2 separate regions of the Triticum aestivum genome follow, and region 2 is linked to region 1. The links are chromatin contacts, called in public Hi-C maps. All regions are on one chromosome and are shown on one strand. Each heading gives the region's core, a stretch centred on a gene start, on an enhancer-like site or on the middle of the called end of the contact. The rest is flanking DNA. Distances are from core to core; before and after follow the strand shown.

Region 1 (4,407 bases), core at 904-3,403:
TCCCGGTCAATTGTAACCCTAAACCTAACCACGACCTGTTTAGAAGGACAATCCCGACCGGGTCACTTGTTTCTCTCACTGACCGCATGGACCTACATGTCATACCCTTCTTCTTCGTCAATCTCTTTCCTTTTTTTAAGAATAATCTCTTTCTTTTCTCTCCTGGCATCCATCTCGTACGCGACGGCAACTTTCATCGCCAGGGCACCCAATGGACACCACACGCCCCCACTAACTTCTTCATTAGCTCCGCCTCGCTGGTTCGCTCAAACCACCAAAATTAATCGAAGAAAAACCCCTCTAATCGTTGTCGCTGTGGTCATCTTCTCCGCCTCCGGCTGCAGCCTCGATCTCCACCTCTGGAGACGGTCGCACCTCCTCCGCAGCTACCTCAGATCTCTGCGATTCTCCCGAAGACTCTTAGCATCCTCCCGTGAAGCCCCCCGTCCGTGAGCGCTCGTCCCCGCATGACTTTGCTCCGGTCGCCGCTGTCGAGTTTCGTGCCCTCGCTCCCTCGCTACCCTGCCTCGCCCAACCGCATCTTCTTGACCCCGGTGAGGTCCTCTTCTGCATGCCCCACTTCCCGGGTCCACTCGCGCCCCCTAATTCCCCACCGCCACGCACCGCCCGTCGCCGCACTGCAGCACCACCGCGTGTCGCTCGGCTGTGTTGCTTGTGTATGTTTTCTAATCGGGCGAAAATCCATCCGCTAGTGCATAGCTAGCTAGCCTTCATGTGAATGTGAATATGTATATATGTAACCGCCGGGTCTGTCTCCAGGGCGTCACACTCGGAGGAGCTCCGCCGCTGCCATAGGTCACATTACTAACCTGGACGCCGCCGCGCCGATGCGTGCGGTGTCACCAGTCTCACCACTCACCAAGCCCATGATTTCTTTCCATGTGCAAAGCTAGCTAGCTCAGTGGCTTCGGCTGATTGAATTTTTGTGGTCGATGTGCAAACGAAAGCCGACTAGCCAATCGATCTGGTACAAAACACACATAGACGAGTGCCGGCATCGACAGCTTCCTCACAACTTCAGGACGTCCGCCGAGGGAGGAAAAGAAGGGTCCGTCGAGGGAGCAGCGTCACAGGCCCCGAAGCCTCTCTGTTGCTGCGCGCCCGCTCGGCCTCTCCACTTTTTATTCCACCACATCGAAACATCATCCCCAGCCATCGTGGCCTCCTTTCCGTGTGTGCCAACGTAGGAGAGGGGGAGGGTTGGGACACATGATGAAAATGACAGGTGGGCCAACTTAGTCAGTAAGAGTCGCGATTTATCCCGGGTAGGATCATCTTTTCCCAGTCCACCAAACGGATCCAGGATGTAAATTGATCGGGATCGATGAGTACAGGGTATGGACTTCAGGGATTTGAAGGTCGGGGTTCATTTGCGTCGCCCTCTACAATCTTAAGGTTCAAAATAGACTTCACTCTCGATTTGAGGGTCGGTGTTCGAGGTGCGTTTCCGCATGGCAACGAAAACCACGCGCGTCACCCACACGATACCTCACGGCCACGCAACGCGACGGAAGCAAAGGGAGGCACCCCATCGCCCGTCGCCATCCATCCACCCGCGCACGGCTTCATCCGTCACCCCCCTCGGCCCTCCTCACCCGCACCGCACCGCGCGGCACACGCTGACACTCCGGATTTTGGCCGAGCCCGCAGATAATGCTCGCCAGGGCGAGGTCCCTCGCGTCCGTTTCTTCTCCTCGATGCGGGCTGGCCCGGGGTTGTCCACACGAGAGCGCACCGGCATGCAGAAAAAATGATATAAACTTGCAGCCCATCGTTTCTATATTCCCCACGGCAGCACCGAAGTTTCAACTTTGCTTCAGGAAAATCTGCCTTCGTGTCCAATATGTGCACTCTCATACGCGAACTCGTGCGGGGTTAGACGGTAAGACACGATTAGTACAGCAGTACGTGCCGGCAGAAAGAGGGCGTCGACGCATGACACCTCCATGTGCACGAGATGCGTCCGCATTAAGCTTAACCAAAAGGAAGTCCGGCCACAGTTTACCGTAAAATTAAATTAAACACAAGGAAAGATACGTACGATGTGTGGGCCCCAGGTGGTTAAGCAAACCAGGGGCCCTGCGCCTGGGTTCTGCCACTCTCCCGGGCCTATATAACCAGCGCCTCCCCCCTTCTCCCTTTCACCCGTCCAACTATCCAAGGAGTGAGGAAGGCCACAATCAGCAACTGACCCTGTAATACCTTACCTAGCTAGGTGTGGTTTGTTTGTTTGAGCCAGGATGTTGGCGGTGTTCAGCGGCGAGGTGGTGGAGGTGCCGGCGGAGCTGGTGGCGGCCGGGAGCCGGACGCCGTCGCCCAAGACGCGGGCGTCGGAGCTGGTGAAGCGCTTCCTCGCCGGCGCCGAGCCGGCCGTGTCCGTGGAGCTGGGATCGCTGGGCAACCTCGCCTACTCCCACGCCAACCAGTCCCTCCTCCTGCCAAGGTAATAACAACACACCGTCTTTGCGGCTTAACCGACTCGGAGAGAGCAAGCTTCTCTTCCTTAATACTCGCAGGATCCATGGATTCGGGATCGATTGATCTCTCTGCATGCATATAGATCTTTTATTGAGCGAAACGGACAGTTGATTGGATGGATCGTTTGTTCCGCTCTTCCTTAGAAAAAGAGCCACTTGCTCTGCTTTTGTTCTCTAGTTAGTGATGAAGCTTCCTGATGGTGAGGTTAGCTGGTAGCCATGGTCCAGGTGCTACGGTACAGTGTCCAAAACGTTACCGCCACATACACCTGCCATGTCTCTCGCATGCTGCGGATGACCTTTAGCGCCCGCCTAGATGATAAGGTGGGCTCTACTAGTCACAATCATATCACACCACCTCACACGGCAGTATATATTGGTTGTAACAGAGGGAGTAGCTAATAAGCACCGTGGTTTCCGATAATTTCCATATGGGACGCGTCTTGCTGTGATATCAATAATCGCACAATTTTCTGTCCTTATTAGAAGGGCGGTGTTGCTTTCCGAAGACTAAAGCAAGCAATAATGCAACCTTCGCAGTCCATTCCATTAGGTGATGGACCTAGCCACCAACCTAGTTTCCCAGTTTATCGCTTGTAGTATATCTCACTGGCCTAGTTCCGCGGCTCGTGATCGCGACAGAGATTTATCCGTTGATGAACATATTGCTCGCCACAAAAAATTATTCCCTCCGTCCCGTAATATAAGAGCATTTTTTACACTATACTCTTATATTATAGGATGAAGGGAGTAGTTTCTCGCCGCATTTGGAATACACAGTTTCTTTTTACTCGGATATCACGGATCTTGGGGCAATGGACCCTTTTTTCAACATGAAATTCCTGCCTCCCAGTTGGGGCCTTGGGATATTTTTCAATTTTGTTCATCTACCCTACGTGTAATGGTAGGTGGCAGTGTAAAGAAAAAATCAATCAAAAACAGGAAGACGTCGATTGCTATGTTGGCATAGAAACTGTCACGTATGCAGACGAAAAAACGCCACCACATCTTTGGCAACTTGCAGGTCAACGTCGTGCCACCTTACAAAGGCGTGGTGTCCATTAATTTGACTTGACAACAAACGGGCCTCGTATTCTTCGTTAGGCGGCGAACAAAGGTTCAGCAGGATAGTAATTATCGTTTAATTTAAGAGAAAAAAAAGGCACAAGCCCGTGATCTACTATTGGTAATACTATTTTGCTGTTGACGTGACGAGCTTATGGATGAATAAACCATCAAGCAGTGACAGTGACAACATTTGAGCAAAACTTGAATTTAACGGGTGCTACTAGAGCAAAGATCCTTGTGGTTATGTTATGCTAGTTAGTAGAGTATTTGTTTTGGTTATTGGTTGAACCGTTGAGGGAGCAGTAGTGCTTTTGGCAGTCAGTTGCTATTACTAGGAAAATTTCCAAAAAAAAGAAGGAAAATTTCCACCCGGTTTAGATTCCCACAGAGAGCAGAAGAAACAAAGGGAAGCAAGACCCTGTGGCCCATACGGCGGTCTCTTTCGTCTACTCGCCGCTATCATTTGTAGGGCCTGGCTGTCCTGTGATCTTATCTTATCCTGTACTAGGCAGATGCACTAAAGGAGTAGCATCCAAGGAATTTCTACACCTTTCTAAAACAAGTTTTGGTGTTCTTTGTACCAAGTCGTTGATGCTTTACCTAATTTTGCATTCTCAAGGGACATGTGCTTGTGATGAGTTAGACAATCTATATATTATTATTTCTTGTTTGCAAGAAGAGTTAGACCATCTGCTCCCTGCAAAATTAAATAAATTCAGGATGCTTTCACTCACTGAGAATGGAGCATGTATGGTAGTACTAAAAATTAACAAGCATTTTGTTTGTGGATCCAGGTCTTTCGCTGCAAAGGATGAGATCTTCTGCCTGTTCGAGGGAGTCC
Region 2 (4,407 bases), core at 566-3,065, 540 kb after region 1:
CATCACCCTCGTGAAGGAACAGAATGCGCGACCTTTGGCGCGCGATCGTCCGCTCCAGAGAGCATAGCCCCAGCAGCTTCCCCTTGAGAAGCTTCCGCATCGCAGCCTCCCCAACAGAGAGAGATCTGGAGTCCATGGCTTTATCTAGGAGGTAGATGACTTCCATCGCTACCCCAATCTGAAGCTTCACATTACCAATACGCTGGTCACTCCATCTCTTCAAGCATTTCCTTGTGGCTCGCAACTTTAGATCCAGCACGAAGAAGGGGTTGCCTTCCCGTGGGACCGAAGCCCAGGCGTCCCGCCCCGTGTCCGTAAAGCTCTCCAGCCTAGTCCAGAAGGACTCAAACCTAAATCTCCGGCCCATACATATCTCGAAATTCAAGTCCAGTAGCAACGGGCAGTGGTCCGAAACCGACGAGCCCATGGCAGTAAGTTGACACGCCGGGTGCATATCCTCCCAAGAGTTCGTGCAAAAGACATGATCTATCTTCTCGAGAGTTGCAACTTCCCTCTCGTTTGACCAAGTGTACCTTCTCCCGTTAAGATACAACTCTTTTAGCTCTAGGCGGTTGAGCTTTGAGCGGAATCGCCCCAACATTCTTCTGTTAACCAGATCGTAGCTCTTATCTTCCGGGTTGACGAGCAGATTGAAGTCCCCTGTGAGAGCGGCTGGTCGAAAAGCTTGGCATACGCTTCCAAGGTCTCATCAGAGATGCGCTCCCCTTCATTAGCAATGCATAGCTTGCGTATTAACGCCGCCTGCTGCTTTGTGGCACTAGAGCCACGGCCTACCCCCTTGGCAATCCGCACACTCCTCCGAGGATTGGATACCGGGGCCCGCCTCTGCCGTGGCCTACGTCCTGTGGTAGCAGCGGCCTTCGAGGGGAGCTCCGCAAGTATGGGCATAAGGGCCCGCCTCAGCTCAGCACAGAGTTCATCCACGTGACTGGTTTCCTGCGCCAACGTGCATGGGCTGCATGGGGGGGGGGGCAATCGGGCTGGGACAAGTGGCCACCTCCACGCCCTCCGAGAGGGACACCGGGAAAGTTTCTCCCACATGCACTGGGCTAGGTGTGCGGGCCCTACTTCAGAGTTGCGTAGGCAACTGGTCTCCATGGCAGGCACCGAGCCCAGGGAGTCAGCGCCCTGCGAGCGGCAAAAAGGCAGTAGGTCTTGTCCAGGGGACAACCTATGGCTACTGCGAATCTCGCTGCCCTCTTGACACAGCCGAGGCGAGCCGCCCAAGCGCAGCGGCAGAGACCCGACCAGAAGAGTCTGCGCTTGCACCTCATTGGCCACCAGCTACTCCTGTACATCCTTGGCCACATCTTGCTTGTCCTGGGCCTCACCGCCAGAGTGCTGCAAAGGTGTCGGCGGGCTGACCGGCTCCACTTGTGCCTCACGGACGGGCACATGATTCCTCCACCGGGCTAGAGTGACTGACGGTGGGGTCGACGGGATGTTCGCCGCACCATCCGCCCGGTCCAACGGCTCCACCCTGCTTGGAGATCCACACAACGACAAGGCCTGCCGCTGCTCCTGTAGGCCCACTGCGCCGGCAGCCCTAGATGCCCTAGCAAGGCTGGTCAACTGCTTCTGTGGGCCGTCCATTACAAATTCTAATTCAGAGTTGCTTTTTGTTTTACCTTGAAACTCGCTTAATCTTAATATTCTAGGATTTTCGGAATATACATCTTTTTTTTGAGGAATTCGGAATATACATCTTGGTGCAACATTGATCGACAATATGTCCATTACGTACAAAGTACATGTAATATTGACGCAAAGCAAACGGTATATGCCAATGGAATAAAGTCGCCACAATGGCTTTGAAGGAAAAAAAGCGTATAAAGGCTCGCACCTCCTTCCCCGTGCCGGAGTTACCGGTGTCCCCCCCTCGCCGCCGACCAAACTCACCCACGAGCTCCCGCGCGGGTTCATGTCCATCTCCCCTACAGAATCCACCAGAGGATTCCACCCGCCCGCTCCGCGCGCCTCGAACCCTAGCCCCAGCCCTCGCCATGGCACCGCCTCTCGCCGCGGCAGTCGCTCTTCCCCTCGGGCCTCTGCCGCCGCGCCTGGCGTCGGCAGGGACGGCGCAAGCCCCGGTGAAGTTTCTCTCGGTCTTTTCGCACTCTCCTTCCTTTCCATGCGTACATCGATTGGCGGGTGTTGTGGGTAGATCTGTATTGGATTGGTTAACTGGTCGATTAGATGCTACCAGGCTGCGGTTAGGTATTACTACTTCCGCAGGACTGGCTCCGTGCTTCGGGTGAAAGCTTTGGTAGTATTATTTAATAGATTAAGAGTTAAGTCTCTAGCTCTAGGGTTAGAGCTTTTGACTCTCCATTTAGCTCGACGGTAGCCTCTAAGGAATTCAGGTACATATTATTGCTCTGGATGATGCTATTTTCTGTGAAGCATAGGTACTCTGTTTATACGACTAGCTGTAGGCTATGAGTCTCTGTTATCTAAGGCTATTAGCATGTCCATCTGCTTCACACGTACTCCAATATACACACACCAAATGCTTCTCCACGAGCATAAGACTGCCGTTTGGAAACCTTAATTACTATAATACCGAAAAATAGTTTCATATGGAAACGGTGTAAATTAATAGTTCATACTTTCAGTCAAAAGTATGTTAGCTGGTTTGCTCCTTGTGCAGTGATGTTGTGTTCTTGATTGTCTTACATTCGATCACATCAACTCTTGATAATGTCTCGTACCAGCATGCTGATTGATAAGTATCTGCTTCAGTCTCAAAAGTTGTCTACATGGCATATGCCCCACAGTTGTCTTTCTTTCATGGTATTAGCCCCGCCCTCGCTATCTCAAAACCTTCCATTTCCAGTTTAATGCTAACAATGGGATATATTTTGCAGATTCAGTGGGTTTTATCGGGCAATCTGTTGATACACCCCAAGCGGTAAAGTTATTTAAGAACATCTGAATAATTTTAGTTTAATTTAACTGAAGTTAACTGTTTTCAGCTTATGTACAAACAACTTTGTTTTCTGCTCTTGGCTTATCCATGCGAATGAATTCAATCCCAGGTAGTCGGATTTAGAATATCTGGTGAAGAGGATGATCCGTACGCCCAAGAGGTTAGTGATGTTTCTGAATGCCAGTCTTCTGGACAGGGGAGTTTGGGTCTCACAGTGCACAGTGGCGGCTCAGTTCAGGCAGATGTTCAGAGACTTGAGTTGGTGGGGTCCCTGGAGATTGACCATAGTTCTGATGGACTTCAGGGTAATGGAGCTCTGATGGCTTCTAGAAAGAATCAGGCTGTGAATGCAAATTATCTTCTGAATTTCCAGTATGATCCTATTTCTCGACCGCAGCCTCGTGGCCCTAGAACATATCCACCGAGAAGGCAAAGGAAGATTAAGCCTTACAACAAGGACTTGTTCCTCCAAGCAAATTTTAAGTTCGTTGTGTTGGATACTGGAAATTATCAGATTGATTCAATGGATCCTGATAAGATGCTCCAGTGGGAAGATATCATCTGTGTAAGATATTGTAGCCCTTCTGAGGTGCGATGTCCAATTTGCTTGGAAAGCCCACTGTGCCCGCAGATTACATCATGCGGTCATATATATTGCTTTCCATGCATTTTGCATTATTTACTAATGGGTAAAGAGGATTACAGAGGTGAGTGCTGGAAGAAGTGCCCACTGTGTTTCATGATGATATCTGCAAAAGAGTTGACCACCATCTTTGTCACTCAACTTCAGCATTTCCATATTGGCGACAACGTGACCTTCACACTTCTGGGGCGGTCAAAAAATTCACTCACTCCTTTTCTTAGGAATTCGCCTAGTGAATATTCTTCTTTAGATGAAGATCCTTGCAATGTTTTCTCCAAGTTCATTTTGACATCTGATGTTGAGCTCTCCGTTAGAGGGGCAAAATCAGATCTCAGTAATTGGTTGCAGATGGCTGACTTAGGCCTTGTTGATGACTTGGAGAAACTTCCATATGTTTCCGCTGCTTTGGAGCAACTGGAAGAAAGGATGAAATACTGGTCTGAGTTCAGATATTACAGTAGCAGCCCCCCTCTAAAAAATAGCTCCTCTCCTATCTCTAGTAACAAATTGAAGAACTCTGATAATCCGAAAACTTCACATACGAACAGTGGGCATAAACTCTCCCCTCTTTCAGATGGAGATATTATTACCGGTGTTTCAGGGCTTTCTGTTTCACCCCTATATATTAACTCCAAAAAGGGAGTGCCACAAAAAATGGAAGAGCGACGTGCTGTTGCAGTTGATTCAAATGAACAAGACTCATACACATTTTACCAGGTTTTTGTCATGCCTGAGACTGTGATGATGATTCTCCAAGTGCTCAAGGTTTGGTGTTTACAAAACTTTGAATTTTAAAATCTTGTTGCAGGTGATT

What was found. A called contact is a pair of places that touch in the nucleus more often than the background predicts.
Region 2: a contact with region 1 is called in a Hi-C map of leaf, with 2.7 times the contacts expected there. The contact joins the promoter of LOC123120296 here to the promoter of LOC123120288 in region 1. A contact is called at or near these places in 3 of 5 Hi-C or Micro-C datasets (leaf and an unstated tissue).

The regions. Positions count from the first base shown.
Region 1 is chr5D:224,846,273-224,850,679 of IWGSC CS RefSeq v2.1, forward strand. It overlaps LOC123120288 (stem-specific protein TSJT1), which reads left to right and starts at 2,154. Exons shown (of 4, transcript XM_044540262.1): 1 at 2,154-2,464; 2 at 4,361-4,407. The coding sequence starts at 2,262.
Region 2 is chr5D:225,385,561-225,389,967 of IWGSC CS RefSeq v2.1, forward strand. LOC123120296 (RING finger protein 10) reads left to right here and starts at 1,816. Exons shown (of 9, transcript XM_044540265.1): 1 at 1,816-2,111; 2 at 2,889-2,932; 3 at 3,060-4,310; 4 at 4,402-4,407. The coding sequence starts at 1,943.